Linked DNA regions of Capsicum annuum: region 2 is linked to region 1. A link is a contact called in public Hi-C data. All regions are on one chromosome and are shown on one strand. Each heading gives the region's core, a stretch centred on a gene start, on an enhancer-like site or on the middle of the called end of the contact. The rest is flanking DNA. Distances are from core to core; before and after follow the strand shown. Region 1 holds the start of LOC107863442 (putative glycerol-3-phosphate transporter 1). Region 2 has its middle 99 kb from the start of LOC107863442.

Evidence for each region. Hi-C and Micro-C count contacts between places; a contact is called where the count stands out from the background.
Region 2: a contact with region 1 is called in a Hi-C map of leaf, with 2.4 times the contacts expected there. The contact joins the enhancer-like site here to the promoter of LOC107863442 in region 1. A contact is called at or near these places in 3 of 5 Hi-C or Micro-C datasets (leaf and placenta).

The regions. Positions count from the first base shown.
Region 1 is chr3:191,597,247-191,603,112 of UCD10Xv1.1, forward strand. LOC107863442 (putative glycerol-3-phosphate transporter 1) reads right to left here and starts at 4,061. Exons shown (of 3, transcript XM_016709352.2): 1 at 3,888-4,061; 2 at 2,119-3,190; 3 at 523-2,004. The coding sequence starts at 3,115. The coding sequence ends at 1,442.
Region 2 is chr3:191,697,555-191,703,029 of UCD10Xv1.1, forward strand. No RefSeq gene overlaps it. Among protein-coding and RNA genes, the nearest start is that of LOC107863442, 99 kb to the left of the region's middle. Within about 2 kb of position 3,582, at least 3 of the 5 cell types and tissues checked have an H3K27ac peak or open chromatin away from gene starts, as enhancers often do. A contact at or near this core is called in leaf, where this site is marked.

The DNA.
Region 1 (5,866 bases), core at 2,811-5,310:
AATTTAAAAACTTTTGGGTTATTCTCAAACTTATCAAACTTTCTTAATCCATAATAAAGTAATTGTCACCTCCACTCAATTATGAAAACTTTTGTCACCTACACCTCATTTTAAAGCTTTTTTGTCACCTACAGCTCAAAGCCCCATGTTGCTAGGATTGTGGAATGAATAATAATTTTTGAAACCAAATAATATAATTTCATTATTATCTAAATCATGATTAAAGATTTACTTTGAATAATTAAATCTTAACCATTAAATTTAACATTTGTCATATGTCATATTGAAGAGTGGGAAATGGAGAGCAGCCGGATCCAAATTAAACAACTACAAATTAGGAGATAGACGAGTATTATTTTGCCTAGTCTAAACAAAAACTAAAGCGTCAGGGCTTGAATGACAAATTCCCAATCACCAATGAGGAGAGTTAAAAATTGAGAGCACGAGTGAACTAGAGTTGGCAGGAGATTGAGAGAGAATTGTGGATTTGTGATGAGAAAATTGAAAAGATTGGGGGGAAACTAAAACAGAAAATTAAATACTGTATATTGTTGCTAAAATTTACAAACAATAAAAATTAGTGCAGAAACACTATACTTAGTCGACGCATCATGCCTACTTTATGCTTTGTCTTGCTTAGAAGGCTACTAACTATATCAAGGTGACTGGTGTCCAAACATATAGCCCTCGGCATACAAAACAGATATGCTGACCAGATCGTGCTACACCTCTTCTTCTCGTTTCATCAACACCAGTAGAGAATGAATGGTCCAAGTTCACCCTACATTAGACTGGCACAGTTCGGTCCATCTTTCTTGACTCGAGACCTCTTTCACCAAGGACTAATTCAAATGTCATTACACAGGTGAGTAGTCCTCTATTATGCCGAGGAATATAATATAAGAATATAAGACTTTTAAGAGATTCATTTGGAACCGGACGAGAGTTGCGTGTTAAGAGAACAGAAGCTTCAATAATTCCAATTGCTCGATGTCACTTTCTCACTCAATAAGAGAATTACAGTGCTATACTTTGTCAGCTGTTGAATCAGGAACAGATGCGAAAGATGTAAGAAATTCAATGAGTTGCTGTCCCTCCATAGCCATGACTTTAGATGGATACAACTATCAATAATTGTTCTTCAATTTTTCAATTACAAGTAAATTCACCATCTGAAGCTTTTGGGAGGATGAACTGGTTTTATTCAATCAAAAAAATAGATTATGTACAAAACGCCCAACAACCCAGGTTCCCACTACACTAAGTGATGTATTAGATCCTTTTCTGGCACACAAGAATGTACATGTGGAAATGGCATTTCATGATATTGGGAGTGATCAGCAAGTCCAACTCTATATCTCTGCGATCCTAGGCTAACATTTGAATCAAGGCTTCAAATGCATTCACAAAAAGCAATAAAAGAATACCACAATTATTATTTTCACACTAGAAGGTCAGGGGACCTTGATCTAGGTGATGATCCTTGGGACCCTAATTGTTGAATCTTCGCACCAACTTCAGCTACAACAAGCCTGGTCAGAAATAAACCAGCTACGAAAGCTGATCCCATGAGCATTGTAAATACAGCACTCCAGCTATTAGCTGAAATGTAACCGGTTAGAAGTGGCCCAATGGCAGCTCCAATTGAGCCAGTGCCATCAATAATGGCGGTGACAGTTGCAAGCGCTCGTGAATTGCCTTTCAGAGAGCAGTGTGTTCCCAGGTCAGCCGAAACAGCAGTTGTTATCAATGCATAAGGCCCATTGACAAATACTCCAGTGATCAACATGAGGATGATGTTTACAGTCATGGAGACATGCCCATAGCTGCGATAGAAGTAGAGAACCGGGATAGCACAGTACATGAAGCTAGCAGCAGTTATAGCCCTGGCATCTAAGCGGTCAGATATGTAACCTGCTAGGATTCCACCTACTACCCCTCCAACATCAAACAATGTCGACAAGTTTCCAGCCTCCTCATTGGATAAATACTTTCCTTCTATAGCTGCAAAAATATCAAGGGGACAAGAGTTCAGAGAAACTTTCAAGTAATATATGATAAATATCTAATACAAAAGACAGCAACTCTAGCATAATAAATACATGACATTTAGCATACCTGTGTGACTAATGTAGAAAGGCAGCCAATACAAAAATGTGTACGCTACCAACTTTGCAAAGAAAAGGCAAAGAGCAAAAGGTGCTACACCGGGAATCTTCCATGCTTCAATAAAACCCACGGCTGATTCCTCTTCTCTATCTGATCTTAACAAAGGCTCTGTTACTTCCTCGCCTTCTTTTCTAGGAGAGAACACTTCATCTTCATCTTTATTAGCTCCCACAGATTCAGGATGAACCGGCAAAAAAAGGAATACCACCATGCCAACGGCAGCAATAAGGCTACCAGGAACAACCATAGACCAACCCCATCCATACTTTAACAAGATTGAAGCAACCAAAGAACCAGTAATGTTACCGACAGAGGTGTGAGCATTCCAAATACCCATTATAAGTCCTCTCTTCTTTTTTCCAAACCAATTCCCAACTACGGCAACCACCGAGGGCCATCCTGTGGATTGGAACAATCCAGCCATCATTTGGACTATTAGATAGTAATAAAAGAAGTGTAGATTTGCCCAATATCCAACTCCAAAAAGGGCAGTGAATAAACCAGTTCCCACCATTCCAATTGTCAAAAATATTCTTAGATCCATCCTATCGCCAACGTGCCCGGAGAAATACATTCCCATGGCATATACAAAAAGGAAAGACACATCAAGTTCACCAAGCAACGCTGTACCATCAGGGCCGTTAAATGGTACCCAGCCATCTTTAAGCATCCAAGAAAGTTTTGAACTTTGATTCCACACCGGATTGGTATGCCTTTGCCACGGAAACTTTAAACCATCAGGGGCCTGGGGATCCAAAGCACTTTTAACAATGCTCGTAGTTTTTCTAGTAGCATGGTAACTTGTATATGCGAAAAATGTTACAATTAGGACAATGGCTTGATATGTCTTGAACGAAAGGCTCGACTTCTTTGCCCTCTCCATGACCCTAATTCCAGGGGGCTTGCTATAATTTTCATCCATTATTGGCTCAGGTAGAGATCCCATCAATTGCTGGTCAAAGAAACTGATTAAGAGGAAGATAATAAAAACTTTTCCCCTTTTATAGATCAAGAAAACGATCTGTAACAAGATAAAACAAGACAGAAAATTTAAGATCAAAACCAGAGAACTGTTTGACAAAATCGAAAACTTGAGAAAACGAAATTCCATTATCTCAGGTTTAACTAGTGTGGGGCTTAGTCGAATTACATTATTGTAAACATTCTTATTTAAACAAAGTTACCAGATAAAGAAAACAGAAACCAACGATCTCATAGAAAATCTTAAAATTCGTTCAAGGAAAGTATCTCACTTTTCTTAAATTTATGATAATGGAGAATTACAAATTTAATTGGATTACATAAGAAGCTAATTCAAACATAAAATTCCTGTATCACCTAAGCAATCTCATCAATTTATTACTCAAAGCTGACCCATATTGTTCAACTTGACAAAAGTGACTAATTCTGAGAGAACAACAACACCTCACCAACCAAATCAATAAAAGAAAATTTTCTCTTTTATACCAAAGCTCCCGCTATGCATGAGTCAAACTACAAGGTCTATTTTATGCCTCCATACCTTCCATATCTTAAAATCTGACCGAAGTCTTTAAAAAATATTAGCATAAATGAAAAGTCCGAACCCAGAACTCACGAGTCACGCAGAATGGTAAAAAGATAGACAATTAGCTAAAGATATATATAAAAAAAAAAAAAAAAAAAAAAAAAAAAAGAGTAATTAAAATATAAAGAACGTTGAGAAAATCGAAGCTAACCTTGTATTTGTGAATAATTTAGAAGAACGTTCGCGTCTCTTTGGAAACAATAAAATCTATGTGGTCTGAATGTATGATGAGAGAAAGAAAAGATTAAATATATGTATCTTCAAATATAGTAAGTTGCTTTTGAGGAATGAATAAAAATGGGCTGAGCAAAAGCTGAGAGTAGACGAACTGAGTTAGCTGTATTTAAAGCGGACGATAACATCAACATGCTTGAGTTTCGAAATGACAATATTACCCCCTGTTGCTTTCTCAGCTGCGATGCTTGATTAGGTGTTAATTGACATTTTTATCCCTTTCTTAGGAGATTGATGATTTTGTAATGACATTTTTTCTCTTTTGACAATTGACCACTACTTTCTTTTGAATTTCCAAAAGAGCTTTATTAATGATGTATTATCTCTTAAAGACCTTTCTTTTTTAAAAGCCCCTCATAAATTATATGATCCTGACCGCCATTTCTTACTTTCTCCAGTTCGCTATTATTCGTTGCTTATTTTTTTAATTAAATTTTAATTTTTACTTATTATTTTTTATACATCAAAAAATATAATTATTTTATATTTAATATTAAGTATTTATTCTTTAGATTAATTTCAAGACAATAGTAAACATAAATTAATAGGAATATTATGGGTTTTTTCCTAAAATGTGTGTTTCAATTTAGTTGTCTTCTTATGAAATCAAGACAATTTTATTTTATTTCTTTAATACTACTTCTATTATTAAATGACTACATGAAGTGTATAAACTCAAATTTATATTTTCAAAGCAAAATTAATAAAGTTAATTTAATAAAATAAATCCTAATAAATATTTCTTCAAAGAAAGTATTAAGTCAATAAAGGTCAACTATTTTAAATCGGAGAAACTATATAACCTTCCTTAAAAAGTTTTCTCGCTGAATATTGGTAATAGTTACTCTTCTTATCTCAATTTAATTTATGTGATACCTTTGAATTGAAGTAAAGCTAAAGAAAGAAAAAAATATGAATTTATGCTCTGAAACACCCTTTGACATTTGTCTACCTATAAACAAAGGAAATAAAATTACTCAATGGAATAATACACTGTTGGACAATAAAATTCTCAATTGGTGAAAATAATAAATAATTGAGAAAAAAAAATATTGTAAATGAGTGTTACAATTTCTATGAATCCTCTAATACACCTTTTCAAATATAAATTCAAGGACTTAAAGCTTGATCTTAATTTGTTGGTTTGGGGGACTTGATCTTGACTTGTATTTGAATTCAAGGGTTTTTGAGTTTGTTCATGAATATTGCGGTATTGATCTTGAATCTTGATAAATTTGATTTGAATGCTTGAGTTTTGTAGAGAAATTACAGTGTTTGATCTACGAGCTTTCTCTTGCTTCTTATTAGAGTTCTGAGGGGTCCTTTTCTAAATTATGAAACTCCTATTTATAGTTGTGGAAAGGGAAGAGTCATGATGAATATGGACTTTCTCTGACCAATCAAATTCAAGTGACGTAGCGCCTTTTATGGGCTTTGATTTCATTGGGTCTGCTGCATCATTTTGACATGTGGCACGGTCCTATTGGCTCCTTCACTTAACTTGGCATGCAATGTCATTTGCCATATGGCACTCATTTGGGCCTCTAGAATATGATAATATATTGGGCTTAACAAAGTGGGCTCATCATTTGTAGCTCAAATTAATTACTAGTCCGATACATATTGGACTTTATTTAGATTCATACATGTTTGAACTTAAATAATTAATTCAATTATATTAATCTACAATATTTATTTGAGACTAATATATTTTGAATTTAATATAACTCGAATTTCATACGGATTTAAATTTAATAAAATCTAATCGCCCACAAATTCTCCCTACTTCAAGACTTGTCAAGATATTTAATCTTTTTAGGACTAGACTTGAAGTATAATTTATTTAAACATGCTTCCTTCATGCTTCAAAGATTTCTATAAAGCTGAACCATGCAA
Region 2 (5,475 bases), core at 2,332-4,831, 100 kb after region 1:
CTACGTTTTTTCTACGTTGTGTTCTATTTTCATACTCACCGTCTATCTTCCAACTTCAAGTTAATTTTTTGATTTCATTTTAACCATTAGATACTTTTTCTTTAAAATTAGCTATGAATATAAATGGTGACACTTCAATATTTTTAATTACCAAGTTTCTTTTTGATTATGCTAATTAATTATTTTTATTATAATATCAATAATGCTTGTGTTGTTATAATAATTTACTACTCAAAGATTTATATTTATGAGATTTTTTTTTTACCGTCGTCATGATTTTGACTTTGCCAATTTTTCTTATAGCTAATTTTTATTTTTATTTTTTTGGTTGAAGAGGAAAAATAATAAGAGTTAACAGATTTGGAAAAGGAAGAAATAATAAAATTTTTTAAATGATAAGGGTGTATCTATTAATTATTTTTTTACCATAGGATATATATATTTTTTTATCGTAGAGTAATTTTTTTCTAGTTAAATCATGGTTAGAAAAAAAAAAAGTAAGAAAGAGAGAGAACATTTAAAAATATATTTATGGATAAAATAGTTTTATAGTTATAATTGTGAAATTACTAAAAATTTTGAAAGCAAATATATTAAATATTTATTAGTCAAATCGGAACCATTCATTTTAACTGACGTCACGTATCTCTCATTCGAGGAGGAGCTTGGAACTCTCTCTCACTCTCTCTCACTACATAGAGAAGAAACCAAAGATAAATCCAAAATTACAAATCGATCCGTATTAAATAACTAACTTGGTGGTGTAAATTAAAGGGCTAAATCTGTCCACATGTTAATGGTTTTAATTCTACAGAGAGAAAAAATAGAATATATAATCATGATTTGATAAATAATTTGCAAATTCATGTACGAATTAGATTGGCAAAATGGTTCAATAGATTCCTGTACTATGTCGGTTTTGTAAGTTGGATACTTCTACTTTCATGTTTGTCGTCTGGACCCTTGAACCCATTAAAATACAATATTTTAAACACTTTTTCGGTGAGTGTAATACACTCGCCCCACGTTGCTGCCACATCATTTTTATATATAAAAAATATTAAATATTAAAATAAATAAATAAACAACCCCCGTTCTCTCTCTTTCCATTTTTCTTTCTTTTCCCGTTCTTTCTTTCTCCTCTTCTTCTTCTTCCTCCTCTTCCTCTTCCTCTTCCTCTTCTTCCTCTTCTTCCTCTTCTTCCTCTTCCTCTTCCTCTTCCTCTTCTTCTTCTTGCTCTACGAAAAAAATTAAAAAGTGAGACAAAAAATTTAAGAAGTATGGAAAGAAGGGATTTTTGTGATTTGGGTCATTCAAAAAACTTAAAATTCAATGAAAAGACTCAATTTTTATGATTTCTTTAGATTTTTTGTGATTTGGGTAATTCAAGAAAGTTTCAAATTTTTGAAATTCAATGTAAAAACTCAATTTTTATACATTTTTTGTGATTTGGGTAATTCAAGAAAGTTGAAAATTCTTGAAATTCAAAGTAAAGATTCAATTTTTATTTTTCTTGAGATTTCTTGTGATTTAGGTAATTCAAGAATGTCGAAAATTCTTGAAATTCAATGTGAATATTTGTGTGGATTGATTAAAATTCAATGTTAAAAATTCTTAAAATTTTTGTGAATTGATTGAATGAAAGTTTCTTTGTTGGGTAAATGGTGGGGGGCAGCGGGGGACAAGGAGGCTGGGGAAATGGTAGGGGGCAGCGGGGGAGAAGGCTGGAGTTGGGGGAATAGGGGATGTTGGACGGGGCTGGGGTGGGGTGGGTGGATGAGGGGTATGTACGGGCGCTGGGTGGGTGGGGAGGGGCTGGACGGAGGCTGGGGTGGGGTTGGGGTTGGGGAAGGTCTTTTTTTTAAATTTTTTTTAAAAATATTTTTAAATTAAGAAAGATGAAGGAAAAAAAAGACCTTTATTTATTTTTTTAAATTTTAATGTTATTTTTATTTTTTTAAAAATTATTTTAATATAAAATTGATCAAAAATTGACCCACTCGCACCTTAGGCGCGTGCCTACACGCGCCTCGTCCTAGTCAGACTTTTAATGCCACATAAGCTTGGTCAACGGGTTTGAAATATTATTTTTTGGTGGGTTCAATGATTTAGATGACAAACATATAAGTAAAAGTGTCCAACTTACAAAATCGACATAATACGGGATCCATCGAACTATCTTGTCAATTAGATTTGGTGATATCTTTGTCTTTTCCCATCAGACTCCCCAAACCACTCCGCTCTATCACATGTTAATGAAAAAAAAAATAATCTAAACCGACTGAGAATTTTTCATCACCCCACCCAAGACAGATCGAACAAAAGATGAATTTTTTTTTACTCTGTTTCGGAGTAATTAAATAGTAAATGAAAGGAAAGGGCCGGAAAATTGAGTATCATACTTCATATTGTTTCAATTTGCGCTTTTGTCAGAGAACTTTCTTGTAACAAAATCCCATTTCAATACATTATGGGCCTCGACAGTACATTGTTGTCCTTATAGGACAAGACAAGTCTTTTATGTGGGTATTTCCATGCATTCGACTTTCTATGTTGCTTAAGATCAAGTGGGGACAATGACATCGTATATAAATGGAATGCAATTTGCCTTGGAGAAGCTAAAAGCTAAAAATTTTTTTTTTAAAAAAAAAATACCAAATTTTTTAAATAGGAAAAAGAGTAAATAAAGTTATACGGAAGAATCATCAAGGAAATAGAATTGAAATCAACTTAGAGGCTGGAGCAACTAAAATAATTTTTTTTCCATCTGATAAAAGATAAGAGTATGCAGATTACAGTAAAATCATCTTGAAATTGAAATTCTAACTACCTTCAATAACCAAATCTATATCCATTAATAATTAACATAACAAATCTATATCCATTGATAACAACCACGACATGTCTGCCTTTTTGTTCTTATGTCAAATTGACCCCATAAAATTGCAATCAATTGTTCCATTATGATTAATTATACATTGTGGTTTACAGTCATTTACCAAAATGGGCACGTTAGTGCTGAAAGGGCATTTAAGTAATTCCAGCATTTCAAATACTATAAGCTGGCGGGTATTTTTGTCATTGGATCAGCCGGCATTTGAACGAATTAAAATCTGAGAAAACCAGATACTTTTAATTGTTATTTATTCTGTGCAAAAATGGATATTCGCATCCTCCAAAAGCATAATTCCATACGCAGATTCTCTGATTCTTCCTCCAGCTTGACCGACCCCACATATCCTACGTGGCAAATATACTGGTATCAGTAGTGGATGACGTGGATTTTCTCTTGGACCAACTTTTTTTTTTTTTTTTTACCATACTACTGCAAAAATATTACTCCCTCCGTTTAAAAAAAATGACTTATTTTGATTCGATACAAAATTTAAGAAAATTAACAAGACTTTTGAATCTTGTGGCCTTAAATTAAAGTTATGTTAAATGTATTAAAATACCCTTTAATCTTGTGGTTCTAAATATGTCATGTTGAAAGTTGAAATTAAAATATTATTAAAAGTATATACTAATAGAGTAATGCTGGATGGTTGTCTAGTCAATAGATTCGTCTACATGTGCTTTACCATTGGTGGACCAATTGCATAACAATGGTAGGTATTGGTGGCTTCAGAATCACTGACCCTAAAAACCAAAGCTCAATGTTTTTTTTCACTAACAAATTAAGTGGAGTAGCACGTTAGATCAATCAATGAACTTTGAAAAAAAGATTTCATGTGTTTTCTTACAAATAATTCAATAGCAGATGATTCATGTGACAATCAAGTGAAAAACGAGGAAGCGACACACCATTTCAATATTGCTCATTTAGGGTGGCACGGATAATTATTATTATAGAATATAGAATGAAAGGAAAGAAAGTTCATAAGAGCTATCAGGTTTAAAAAAATAATCTATAAGACTAAAATAGTGACGAAGATAGAAATTTATTTTACTTTATTTGCGTAAGATTTTCTCTAGTCCGATATAAACGAACTGTTAAGACTTATTTTTATAATCCACAATAAGTGAATTTTTTAAAGTTCAACAGTGTATTAAGTACATATTTCCTTTCCCCATATTTACCTTTTTTTGTTTTCCATTTTAATATCCCAAATAACGACTTTTTACTAGGCGAGTTCCAAAAGAATTGAAAGGGTAATATCTCAATAATATACTTTGCTTTATGTTCTTAAATATCTTCTTTAAACATTGTGTCACTTCCCAACAATTTACTTAGATTGGATTAGAGGAAGTACCATTTCATTTTTTAAGTGAACTCACTAAAGTTACTAAACTAGTATAAACATTGTTCCCAATAACGTATTATGTTTTAAAAAAAAATTAACGGAAAAAAAAGCTGTGGATGACGTTAAAATAGAAATCGTTACTGTCGGACACGTTTTTGACATAAAATTTTATTGTCAGTAATGTTTTTGACATAAAACGTTACTGTGAGTAACGAGACTCTGCAACCCTGTTACATAAGAATTTTTGTACAAATCTGATGTTAAATTCGTTACTGTCAATTACGTTTTAACTTTAAAACGTTACTTCGAGTAACGTAACTCCAAGTAACTCAAACCTCTGACGTCACAGAGTTTTGAGTTGATTTGATAGTATCATTACTCGGAGCAACGTTTTAAAGCTAAAGCGTAATTGGTAGTAACGTTTTAAAGCTAAAACGTAATTGGTAGTAATGAATTTAACGTCAGATTTATACAAAAATTCTGATGTGACAGAGTTGCTGAGTCTAGTTACTCACACAGGGGCGATTCAAGCAAATTCATGACCAAAGACAAAAATCAAACTGAGGCTTTGCGTTTTTAAGAAAAAATAATTATTTTTATAAAGTCTATTTTAACATTATATAATCGTATTTAATAATTCTTTTTAATTAATAATCGTATTACTTTGATGAATTCATTTAAAAAATGACTTATTTTAGTCGAGAGCTCCAACAATTTACTTAGATTGGATTAGAGGAAGCACCATTTCAGTGTAGTGAATTCAGTTGAACCCCCTTGTTTCCCTTTAGGTCCGCCACATAATTTCTGAGGGCCAAATAAATATATTAATAATTGAACTTTTTTTTTGTCTCGTTTGAAATAATTGAATGGTATGGAGGAAAAGAAGGGAAACTTCGTTAGCATGCGTCAATCGCTTTCAGTTTGGGCTTTTTGCAAGAATTTTCCTTATCCAAAATCCCAAACCATTAAAAGTGTTGGCAACAGTTGCAGTCCTTTCAGTACGAGTGCATATATGTGGGCATATTGCAATTCCCTTCTTTCTTGCAATCAAGTGGGGGACATTATAACAACTTGTTTGTGGTATGAACTAGAATTATCCAAATAACTTCCTTTCCCTTACTTTGGAAACTTGGAATTAGGACAAAAGGATGGAAAGAGATACCTCATTATTCATTATACTTATCTTTTCCATATCAAATATCAAGTAATCCTAAATAATGAATGAAATATC